Regions from separate parts of the Rattus norvegicus genome. Here all the other regions are linked to region 3. A link is a contact called in public Hi-C data. All regions are on one chromosome and are shown on one strand. Each heading gives the region's core, a stretch centred on a gene start, on an enhancer-like site or on the middle of the called end of the contact. The rest is flanking DNA. Distances are from core to core; before and after follow the strand shown.

What was found. Hi-C and Micro-C count contacts between places; a contact is called where the count stands out from the background.
Region 1: a Hi-C map of kidney shows a contact between it and region 3, with 5 times the contacts expected there. The contact joins the promoter of Ift27 here to the promoter of Eif3d in region 3. A contact is called at or near these places in 5 of 12 Hi-C or Micro-C datasets (Schwann cells, frontal cortex, hepatocytes and 2 more) and 1 of 1 datasets of contacts at active chromatin or transcription factors (oligodendrocytes).
Region 2: a Hi-C map of frontal cortex shows a contact between it and region 3, with 2.1 times the contacts expected there. The contact joins the promoter of Cacng2 here to the promoter of Eif3d in region 3. A contact is called at or near these places in 4 of 12 Hi-C or Micro-C datasets (Schwann cells, frontal cortex, liver and 1 more).

Annotation. Positions count from the first base shown.
Region 1 is chr7:111,633,438-111,637,405 of GRCr8, forward strand. It overlaps Ift27 (intraflagellar transport 27), which reads right to left and starts at 1,499. Exons shown (of 7, transcript NM_001130495.1): 1 at 1,164-1,499. The coding sequence starts at 1,197.
Region 2 is chr7:111,576,002-111,579,824 of GRCr8, forward strand. Cacng2 (calcium voltage-gated channel auxiliary subunit gamma 2) reads right to left here and starts at 1,756. Exons shown (of 4, transcript NM_053351.2): 1 at 1,516-1,756. The coding sequence starts at 1,726. It overlaps LOC102554213 (a long non-coding RNA gene), which reads left to right and starts at 3,115. Exons shown (of 4, transcript XR_593641.4): 1 at 3,115-3,250.
Region 3 is chr7:111,430,326-111,434,149 of GRCr8, forward strand. It overlaps Eif3d (eukaryotic translation initiation factor 3, subunit D), which reads right to left and starts at 2,415. Exons shown (of 15, transcript NM_001004283.1): 1 at 2,337-2,415; 2 at 27-159. The coding sequence starts at 149. LOC102553765 (a long non-coding RNA gene) reads left to right here and starts at 2,526. Exons shown (of 4, transcript XR_593640.4): 1 at 2,526-2,603.

The DNA of each region.
Region 1 (3,968 bases), core at 249-2,748, 200 kb after region 3:
CTCTATAGGATAAAGATCAAAAGACACCACTGTTGCTAATCTTTTGATTACAATGAGGAGTCACCACAGAAGTGAGGACAAGCCTTTAGGCATGCCAGTGAGAAATGATCTAGCTTAGGTTAAGGTGGGAAGGCCCGCCCCCGAGGGCGAGTGACACTATTCTTTGGGCTGGAGCTCCTGACTGAATAGAAGGGAGAAAGAGAGCTAAGGGCCAGGGCTCACGCTTCATGTGGCCAGCCTGCCTCTCATTTTCGTCACCATGCCTTCCCCACCATGATAGACAGTCCTCTAGACCTGTGACCACAATAAACTATTTCCTGTCCAGTATGTTGTCCCAACAAGAAAAAAAAAAAAAAGCAGCCAACACTTCTGACCCACAGGCAGAGCTCTGGAGTCAGGAGACCTGGGAATGCGGTGGACAGCCTTCACTGGGGGTTTGTTTACCCATGGCAACATCACTCAGTGACCCAGTCACATCAGGACCACACAGAACCTACCCGGGTGTGCTGTGGCAAGGGGGTTAAATGAAATACTCCCAACTGACACTGGCATGTATGTCGACTCAGTAGACACATGTGCTCTGCTGTTAACCAGACTACAAGCTAAGCATATAGTCTTCCCAATGTTCAGACTGACTCAAGACAAGCCCACGGGTGTGAGCACCACGAACTCACTTACTCTGCATTTATCCATATACTACTCAACCATGCTCTGCACGTTGTGCTGATTATTTCTATGTCAGACAACAACAATAAGCTTCTTACTTTCGGGGGAAACTCCAAGTTCATGCTCTCAACTGTGCCACCCGGTAATCCACCTCACCCCATCTTCCTGATATTAGAGGGAGTGGGACCAGCATCGCTGACCCCTGACTCTGGGATATAGTCCATGCTTGTGCTGAAATATTCGCTCAAGTTTTTAAGTATGTCTGGTGAAGGTGGTCTCAAAATATGGGAGGGAGACCGGGACGCGGCTGCATCTACAAATGTGTCCTAGGGGAGGGGGAGTGTAGTGCCGTTCCCCCCCACTCCGCCCCCGCCCACCTTCTAGAATTTGCTCTGTTGGTCACCACAGCCATTCTTAAGGGAGACAGACAGTGGACGCGATCGTGAACCAAAACTGCCTGAGTTAGGACCACGCGTTCAAGCACATTTACTACTCACCTGCCAGGATGCATTTGGCCGCTAGCTTCACCATAGTAACCAGGTACTAGCAGAGACGTGTGGAGGGGTGGGGGCTGAAAGGGGGTTAGGATTCGGGGCAGCTGACCCCAGAGCCTGAGGCCGTGATGAAGGGATGGATGGTGGCCCGGGTGCTAGGGTTGGGTGGACAGAGGGCCTCAGGCCCCAGGCAGCCTGCAAAGGTGCCGATGGGGCGGAGCAGAACCCGTCCCAAGCCCAGCCTTGGACCCGGCAGAAGAGTTGGGACACAACCACTAGTCCACTGGTCCCAGGAGTCGCGCCAAACAGGCTCCTGGCAACTATCATCAACCCGCCTCCTCCCTCCATATTGTTCTCTGATTGGTTGCTATCAAACGCTCGAAGACTCCAGAGACCCAATAGAAGAAGGAGGCGGGGAAAAACCGTCTCCCTCCGCTGGACAAAGCGGAGAGGTTTCTGCTCTTTAACTGCTCTCAGCTTAGCCACTGGCTTTAGATGATGTCAATCATTTCTGAGCTCCTCCTAGTGTCTTTGGAGAGGCAACCCAACCAGGATGCAGCTGAAGGCGGGGATTAAGGAGACTTTTTGATTGGCCAGAGCACGGCTTGAACCATCGCGAAAAGTTCGGGATTTGTGGCACTTTACCCCCTCTTCCTGTGAATGGGTTCGTCCACTTGGGGCGGGGCGATGCCGCTGTAAAGGCGCCTGCGCAGTAAAGGAAGCTGCAGTCGCGGGTCTTCGGTGTTGTTAGTCCCATTCCCGGACCCCAGATGCAACGAAACATTCACAGACCTAACCTTTGCTTCTTGTCCAGAACCAAAATGCCATCTTTAAAGCCCAAGCATGTTATGAGCCTTAAAAACTGAAATATTGGGGAAGGAAGAATGTGCAACATTGAGCAATGAGGAGATTAACAATGTAGATGAAACAGGAAGGCTCTGCTCGCTTGCACAGCGAACAACTGCGGACGGGACCCTTGCTGTGCACCGTTCGGAAGCAGGACAGGAGGCGGGATATTCACAAAGAAAGTAGAGACCTTAGCCCATATGGAAACTCGTACAATATATTCATATGTAAATACATACCACTTTATGTCATTATGTATCAGCTAAACTAAACTAAAATATAAAAATCTAAAATAGGCCTAATTTGATGTAATACCTTAATGGACGGGAGGACACGCCTACTTTGTTGAGCGGATTTGTGCTTTCCTCTCAGTCCACTCCCTCTGTTATGGACGAAGGGATGCCATCCTGGTGTCGCTCCAGGTAAATGCCACCTGACTTTCCTGGGAGCCTCTCTTGCTTTGTCACTAATCAGGATATGGCTGGGCAAGGCACATGACCTCTAGACCTCTGAAATAGATAGAAACCAACTCATGGGTAAAGAAAGTAGGCAAGTGTCCTCGCGTTGGGGGCTGGTTGCTGTGACAAAACTCCTGAGAGAAACTATTTAAAAGAGAAAAGGCTTGTGTACTGGCTGGTTTTGTGTGTTAACTTGACACAAGCTGGAGTTATCACAGAGAAAGGAGCCTCCCTTGAGGAAATGCCTCCATGAGACCCAGCTGTAAAGCATTTTCTCAATTAGTGATCAAGTGGGGAGGACCCAGCCCATTGTGGGTGGTGCCATCCCTGGGCTGGTGGTCCTGGTTTCTATAAGAAAGCAAGCTGAGCAAGCCAGGGGAAGCAAGCCAGTAAGAAACATCCCTCCGTGGCCTCTGCATCAGCTCCTGCTTCCTGACCTGCTTGAGTTCCAGTCCTGACTTCCTTTGGTGATGAAGAGCAATGTGGAAGTGTAAGCTGAAGAAACCCTTTCAGGCCCCAACTTGCTTCTTGGTCATGATGTTTGTGCAGGAATAGAAACCCTGACTAAGATAACTTAGTTGGGCCAGTTGGTTGAACACCATAACAATGCCAGCATTTACACATATAGCCTCATGTCAGGAGAGGAAGAAATAGTTCCCAGGATATGCCCCCAAAGTTGCACTCTCTTTCAACTAGCTTCATTTCCCAGGACCCAGTCACCTTCCAGTAGCCCATCACATTAGTTACCTGTGATTGTTTGTATATGCTTGACCCAGGGAGTGGTACTATTAGAAGATGTGGCCCATTGGGGTAGGTGTGTCACCCTGGGTGTGGGCTTTAAGACCCTCATCCTAGCTGCCTGGAAGTCAGTCTTCCACTAGCAGCCTTCAGATGAAGATGTAGAACTCTCAGCTCCTCCTGCACCATGCCTGCCTGGATGCTGCCATGTTCCTGCCTTGATGATAATGGACTGAACCTCTGAACCTGTAAGCTAGCCCCAATTAAATGTCCTTTATAAGACTTGCTTCGGTCATTCTGTCTGTTCACAGCAGTAAAACCCTAACTAAGACAGTGCCCATTAATGGATCGGTCCACTGATGAAGTCAGAGATCCAATGGTCCACTCACTTCCCCTAAAATTCTTAGTTCTGATCACCCCTGCTCTGGGAGCCAGGCTCTTAGCACACAAGTCTTTGGGGTGTAGTGGAGTGTGTGTCCACCGTGCTGGCTCAGCACTGCTGCTGTAGGTTGGTCAGGCGGAGTTTTCCACCCCACTGCTGCTTTCTCACTTGTTCTGGGTCCCAGGATTCTGATCGTGAACACTGGAAGAGGGACTGTTTCTCTGAGAAGGCGCCTGTCTCAGGAGAAACTGTAGGAGGTCTTGCTGCCTCACAGTTAACGAAGCTTCCCTGGGAACCTTTGTCTATGCTTCTGTAACAAACCCCTACAATCTGATTTGCCACACTGGACCTGAGCAGAGTTTCTCTGCTCTCTCTGTCCTGTCT
Region 2 (3,823 bases), core at 506-3,005, 150 kb after region 3:
TCTGCAGAATGTTAAAGGCAGCGCTTGGACTGAGAAAGGGTATCAAATGCAGTATGCGTCAAACAGACCATTGCTCAATGAAGTCACTTAGCTATTCAAAACATGTTCAGCCATCACTCAACCGTTTGCACCAAGCACACCGGGAGGGGGCATTCGATGTAAGCTCTTTTCCCAGACTAGTGTTTGGCTTAGTATAGGCTAGACCCCCCTCCTCGCCAGGACCACGTCAGTTTTGCCCTCTCCCCCATCTGCTGGCCCCAACTCCCTGCAGCACCATCCCACGTTGAGCTTAACAAACAGTTCTGCAGTGCTCGCTTCCCGACGCCACCTCAACGGGCCTCCAGGCTTGGTTCACATCAGTGGAACACATACAAGCCTCTTTCCATACAGGGGCATATGTGTCTCTCTGCCTGTCTTCCTATAGGTGGCTTTTGCACACAGACAGATATAGCTATGCAAATTCACTCCTTCCCATTAAAGTCTGTGGGTAAATGCAGCTTGTATGACCTACAGAGTTCCCCCCTCTTGTGTTTATTAACGTGTCCCAAAAGCACATGCCTTCCTCATGTCCTCATCTCCTGGCCTTTACGTTGTGGGAGCCCCTCGGCCCATAGCACATGCAGTACACTTGCCCCAGTGACTCTGCAAGATCAAGACCAACAGCTGACACCCCCACCCATGCTTTCCCATTCCCCCTCAACCTCTCCATGCCCTCGCCTCCTGCCTGCACAGTGCTGACTCGACTTGCTTCTGGATGACAGACATGTCACTCTGCGTGGAAGCAAATCCGCGCTCAGCCTAACCCGCAAGTGACCGCTGTTTATTAGAACTTGGGCTTGTTTCCTGTGAGAGACACATGCATTTTAGACTTCGTAAACCTTAAAACACACACCACACACACACACATACACAGCCAGCCACCTCAAATGATCCGCGGGGCTCGTAGACATTACGAAATGCTCTTGAACTCGACATGAGCTCCTGGAATAATTAGAATCTACCAAATAAGGATTCTTAGAAACAACAGATTTTTTTTTTTAAGGGAGACTTGCAGATGGTGCTGGGCCTGTAACTTTTGAGGAGTGAGGAGAAGAGGAAGAACATTTTTTCTGAATCCTTCATTGCAAAAGGCTGAGCAGCACGCAGAGAAGCAATCATTTTCCCTCCTCATAGGTGGCCAAGCTAGACCCAAAGGCAAACCCTAAGGACTCCAAAGCATCCAGAGAACATCTGACTCTATGGACAATTTCCTGTTTTCACCGTACCATAGATCATTCCAGCGAGGAGGTTTGGGAAGACGGGGATGGCAGCCAAAGAGTAGAGAGTGTGGGTTTTGCCTATTGATTTTCTTTCCTCTGAAACTAACCCAGCCAACCTTGATCTGCAGCAGCGGCGGCGGAGGGAGTGAAGTGGGAAAATGGTGGAATGTGGAGGGGACTTATTTGGAGGCGGGAGGGGGGTGGAGGGGAGGGGAGGGGCGGCGTGGGAAGGGGGAGGAGGTAGGAAATCAAATACCTTCGAGGCAGCAGGTTCTCCATAATCCGGAATGGGTCATAACTTCCTCGTTCTTTTTGCTGGTTTCATTCTCACTGACACTTTTGGTCTTGCAAACCCCTCTGGAGTACAGCCAATAGTCGGTTCCCACAGCGATGGTCATCAAGCTGAAGGCAGCGAAAGCACCAACGGTGGTTAAAAGCATTTGAACACCTCGATCAAACAGCCCCATAATTCTTCATTATATAAACACCCAACCGACTTCTGGTTCTCAGGAGCGTGTGTGTGAGGGTGCGAATGGTAATTCCACTACTAATATAATGGATATATGTGTGAATAGAGAATATGGAGAGATATAAAAAAAGGGAGATAAGAAAGCTCACGGAAAAGTGTGTAAATTATAAAGATCACACGGGAAGAGAGGCTTGCCTTTTGAGATCAAAAAACTGTTCCAGTTGCAGCGATTTTTTTTAAAAAAGGGAAAATAAATAAAAAGACACCCCCCACCCCCCCCAAGTGAGATGCCTTAATCTCTTTTCCTAAAATTCTGGTCTCCAGTTTCCATATGTGATCGCTAATTTGGAGATGGCTTCCACAGCGCGCCAGGGTACAGCCGAATTCTCAACACCATCTCTCATGGTCCGGACCTAGACAGTTAGAGACTGGAAGAGCTGGGAAGCAACCTTCGGTCTTCGTTCGCGGCTCTGCGGCCTGCGCCATGAAAATCCGTGGCTTCGCCAGTTCTCTTCCTTGGGGAGGGAGGGGGTCCTCGGGGTGCCTCCGTTTCAGAGGAGACTGCCCAGTCTTCTGCAAGCCCTCGAGCTCAGCTGCACCGGTGAGGGGGTCTCGCCTCCCATGGTTGTGCCCCGGCGGCGGCGGCGGCAGCGGCGGCGGCGGCGGCGGCGGCAGCAGGGTTGGCGGGCGCGGTGGCGGCAGGACGAGCAGCCGCGGTTATTGTTGTTGGCGGCGGGGGTAGTGTCGGCGAAGTGGGGGAGGGAGGGGGTTTCTCCCGGAGAATCGAGGCGGGGTTCCCTCCCCCGATCCGCAAAGCTCCTTGGAAGCCAGCGAGCGAGAGAGCGATGGGGCGCGCTAGCCGGCGTCTTGCAGCAGGCAGGCCCGCCCGCCTCCCCCGCTCGCGGCCGCGCAGCCCCGGGCCAGGCGCTCCCAGCTACAGCATCGCCGTGGTGCTGAAACGGACAGCTCACCCCGGCCTGGCTCTTCCACTTACTGCATCGCCGTGGTGCTGAACTGGACAGCTCCCCGAGACAGGGCGCTCTCACCTACAGCATCGCCGCGGTGCTGGACTGGACAGCTCTCGGAGCAGGAGCGCCCACCTACTGCGTCGCCGTGGTGCTGAACTGGACAGCTCCCCCACTCTGTGCGCTCCCAGCGCTCTGTAGCCCGCCAGGAGTGGGGCCGGGCTACGGGGCCTCTGTTGTCCGCGGACGGGCCAGGCCGGGCTGCCTGGCCTCCCCGACTCCTGTTCCACAGTTCCGGAATGAGCGCTGTCCAGGGCCTCCTGGAGCTGGGAGGAAGGCGTAGCTGGCGATCTCTCTCTCTCTCTCTCTCTCTCTCTCTCTCTCTCTCTCTCTCTCTCTCTCTCCACTTCCCTCCCCCCTTGGTGTTTCTTCCAGATCAGCCTCCTTTTCATTCCAACTCTACGTGCCCAGAGCTTCAAATACAGCCCTCCCATCACAGTCAGACTCTCACAAAACTTCAATCAGCTGCTTCTCCTCCTGGAAGAGAACCTGGATGGGTAATTACAAACATAGTCTCTATGTGCTTTTCTTCCTCCCCTAAGCATGGGTTCCACACTTTTTGGGGAGGGGAGGTTGTTTTATTTTACTGGCTGGATAGATGCATCTCCTTCCTCATTTTTTTCTTGATCTTTCTTTCTGGCTAACAGAGGTGTGCATAGCTTTATCTGTGGCTCTGTAGCTTTTCTGTGAAATTCTACATCTTGCTTCCACAAGTAGACATTTTGGAAAGATTATTCTTGTGAAGGAATGAGAAGGAGGGTGGCTGGTGACTGGGGTTTGGGCTATAATACTCATCTCAAAGATAAAAATGTTTTCTGGAGAAGTAGGTGGATCTTTCCAAGTTTCCCTTGTCATTCATAAATGAGATTGATTTAAAAAAAAAACCTCTCTGTTACGAGCAGGGAAAGACAGGAGCCCTCTCTTGCTCAGCAGAACCGTGAGCCTGGGCTGTTTCCTGCGTCACCTCTCCAGACTGCGTGTGCAACTTTTCCTTAATGTGACCCTGGGAACTGAAGCACTTAGACAATGCTTACTCTGTGGATGGCATGTTTCCTCTGATCGGTTTTGTG
Region 3 (3,824 bases), core at 1,165-3,664:
CTGCCCCAGCTGAAGAAACCCAATACCTTCCCCAGCCGATCTCCTTTGCTGAATGGCTGGTAGGGCATATCCCGAAACTGCTCAGGAACGGCACAGGGACCCCAGCCTGAGGGGTTGTCCTGGATCACAGGTGTCATAAACTTCGCCATCTTCTAAAACCTGTAAATATAAGCAGTGTGAGAAGCTTTAGAAGGAAGGGCTAAGTCCCAGGCACTCCACCCTCCCCTGAAGCTGCATTACAGAGGTGCACACGAGGCAGAGCCCTAGCTCTCAAGCACTATAGACAGGGTTTTCTTGTAAACTGGTCTAAGAACACTTAAAACTCATAACACTGCCAACAGTAGCAACATTTTCCTATGTCTCACTAATCTAGGACAGGTTCTTTTTTGGGGAACATCTTTGAAATGAAGCTGTGTGTGTACCTTATGCTTGATGGGTGTCACGTCTTTTCTTTCTCAGTATAACATATGAGAAAGGTGTCCCCAATTATCAAAGATGGTAAAACTGATGAGTTCCCCCAGAAACACCTTCACCAAAGCATCCAACAGCAAACTTCTCTAAGCTCAGTCTCTAAAACAGTCTATATCAGAGAGCCATCATCAATTTTGACAGTTGTCATCCGGCACAACTACCACTCAGCTATACAAAGGCACCAGCACGGGGTGCTTTAAAGATCCTCGGGCTGCTGAGAAGGTGCCGCAGGTCAAGGTGGAACCGAAGTGGAAGGCGAGAACTGACTCCCAAATGTGGCCTCTGACCTCCAGCTGAATGCCATGGCACGCACACGCTGGCATTCACACCACCAACCTCCCCACACGTGCATACTCGGCAACAAAGAAATCCTAAAAAACAAAGGACTAAAAACAAACAAACAAAACCACCCCCTGAACCTTTGGCTAGACCCGGTCCTTCCAATCTTCCATCAGCACAAATCCTGTACAGTGCATGCGACCAGGCAAAAGCACCATTGGTGACCAAGGTCAGGCTGGGTCAGTGAGAAGGCTCAGTGGGTAAAGGCTGCAAAAGTGGCTGTGTCAAAAGCCCATAAGCAGTAGCACCAGGACACTGTTCTGACTGCATACAGCACACGAACTTATTAACCCCTTCAGACAGTCCTGTGGGGTAAGTCCTGTTCCCATTTTCTGGGTGAAAACTTAAAGGTACAGTGAAATAAAAGTCACAGTGCTAGATGATTAGAAATTTGAACACTGGTAGTGTATCTTTGGCCCTGAAGTCCATATATAGTATAGTGTCCAACACTACGCTCATTTTAGAAAAGTAAAAGCTAACAGCTGTGTAATCCAGGGGTTTGCTGGACACTTCCCATCAAAAACCAAACCAAGGGGGGTGGGGGGCACAAAGAAACCCTCTGGCACTGTCCAGAGAAAAAGTCATCACACTACTTCTTGAAGGCTGGAGAGCAACTGCAGAACACCAGTAGAGAACTTAGTAACCTCTCCTCCTTCTCTAAATATTTAGGTGACAGGGACAAGGAATAAACCTGGGAGCTTCACTCTCCAAATATGAGCTTATGCTAGGCTGTAGGAAGAACACGGGGGTGGGGTGGCTGCCTTCAAACAGCTGACAGGAAGTAAGAGGCCCCAGGATATCGGGGTACTATACCGGACACTACCACCACTGCTCCCTCACACCCCATCTTTGAGACACAAAGTTAGCTCTGCTAACGAAAAGTTTCCAAGGTGGCCTACTTAAGTCCTTCTTCTGGCTATCCTGTAGTTAGCTGGCAGTCTGACCATCTGGGACTTTAAGCCATACTCAACAGGTTGCCTCAAAAGCAATTGTAAACTTGAGGTGTCACAAGTTCAAGATGGCTCAAGGCTTGACATGCATCATCTCCCCGGATGGGCAGGGTTTGGTCCTTTGGCGTCTGCACAAATGAACCAGAAAGAAACTGGTAGGGAAAAACTAAAACGACGCGACAGCTGTATTGGCCACAATGTGGTGTGGATCACTGTGGACACTACAGATGGAGCCATCAACTCCTGGGCTCTGTTTCGGACCAGAGCTGGAACCTACTCTTCTTAGTCGTCCATTTCGGAGCATAGAAAGAATCTGTTCGAACCCCTAGAGGAGGCTACTTCGCCCCCCAATCCACCTCAGCAAAGCGTCGGGAGAGGGATCCACACACAATGTCCGGTGTCTTGCACTCTGTGTCGTGCCTGGGACCACCTGAGGCCGAATCCCGCCCCGCCCAGCGGAGGGGCACCGACGACAGGAGAGGACGTAAAGGAAGGCTCTTCCGGGAGCCCCCGAAGTCATGCCTAGCCCAGGCTGGCTCGCGAGGTCTGCAGGGTCCTACCAAACAAGCCGCTCACCTGCAACGGCCTCCGCGGGCCCGGATGGCGACAGATAGCCCGGGTAAGAAACTGCGATAGCCTCGATACTCGCAGGGACCAAGACAGGAGGGAAGATGCGCGCGCAGGCCGGTGCCGTAAAACGCGACCAGCGCTGTCGTAAATGGCCCATCACGTCCTTCTAGTCAGCGGAAAAACGTCAAGCCGTAAAGCGAGACCCAACCGGAAGTCCGTCACAGCTCTTGGCTAAAAGTCCTACCTCGCCTCTGAGGTGCCAGACACAGTGAGGTGATTACGTCAGCGGCATCTGGGGACGCCCTGAGCGGTTCAGAACTGAAACGTGGTCACGCTCGGTTCGAGAGAAGCTGGGGCGGGGAGCCAGAGCTACCCGCGCGGTGTCCCACAATGCTTCGCGTCCGCCTCTGCCTCCCACAATTCCCCGACGTTCTCGCTTGCTCCAGTCTGGTTGTTGGTCTGGCTCAGCCTTACCTGGAGGGTGGCCCGGCGCGTTACTTGTGCTTGTTACCTGTGGCACGTACGCAGGGTGGCAAATGACCTGTGTAGTCCGGGTTGCTAGAGCTTCGGTGTTCCACAGATCTCAAGAGTCTTTCAACGGAGATTTCTGATTTTTTTTTTTAAAGCAGATTTAGAGTGTCTCGCTCTAAATTGATATTCAAGTCAGGGCTATCCAAGCTGCAGGCTAGGAGTCTGCGTGTTAATTGATTATCACGATTCACACGGTGCAGTTCAGTGCGACCTCTTGACTTCTAACACCCCCTGCAGCCAAAGAGTGCTAGGCAATTATGAAACCTGTAAAGAAACTCAGGATGGACTTTTATTTAAAGTTGGTTCCTTCTATCTGGCTGTCTAGGTCTCCTTGATAGTTTCCCAGCAGATCTTTTTTAGAAAATACATCTTAGACACATGTGGTGTCCAGGTTTAGGCAAGACTAGTTTTATGGCCTTCAGATCCCGCGGCCCCCCCCCCCGCCCCGCCCCCAGCCAATGCAAGCTGGAAATGCTAGATGCTAGATAATAAGGGGTAAAATAAATGGCTGTCAAAGGACATTCCACTTTCTAGTGCTGAAAATGGCAATGTGGATGGGGTTACCCATTTCATTAAATTACCAATGAGCTTGCCTTCCAGTTTTCCCAAGTTTTGTTCCCTGGTGAGTCCTGCTGGGTCCTCATCATTAACTTCCTTTCCCCACCACATTCTAGTCTGTATTGTAATTTCAGCCATATCTGAGTGCTGTCTTCCTCATAGGACCATCTCCTCTTGTTGTTCAATCATTCATACTCCCAGTGGGTCGCTCCTCAGCATGATCAAAGCTCTTCCCACACTTCCTAGGGAAGCTCAACGTGGAGCTGGACTAGCTTCCCATGGCCCAACATCCCTGCCTGTTTTGACCAGCTCCCTGCTATTCTGCACAACCTCTGCTCTGGCCACCATGACCTGCTCTCATTCCTCTCTCAGCAGGTCCTACACTTGCTGTTCTTTCTGCTCCGA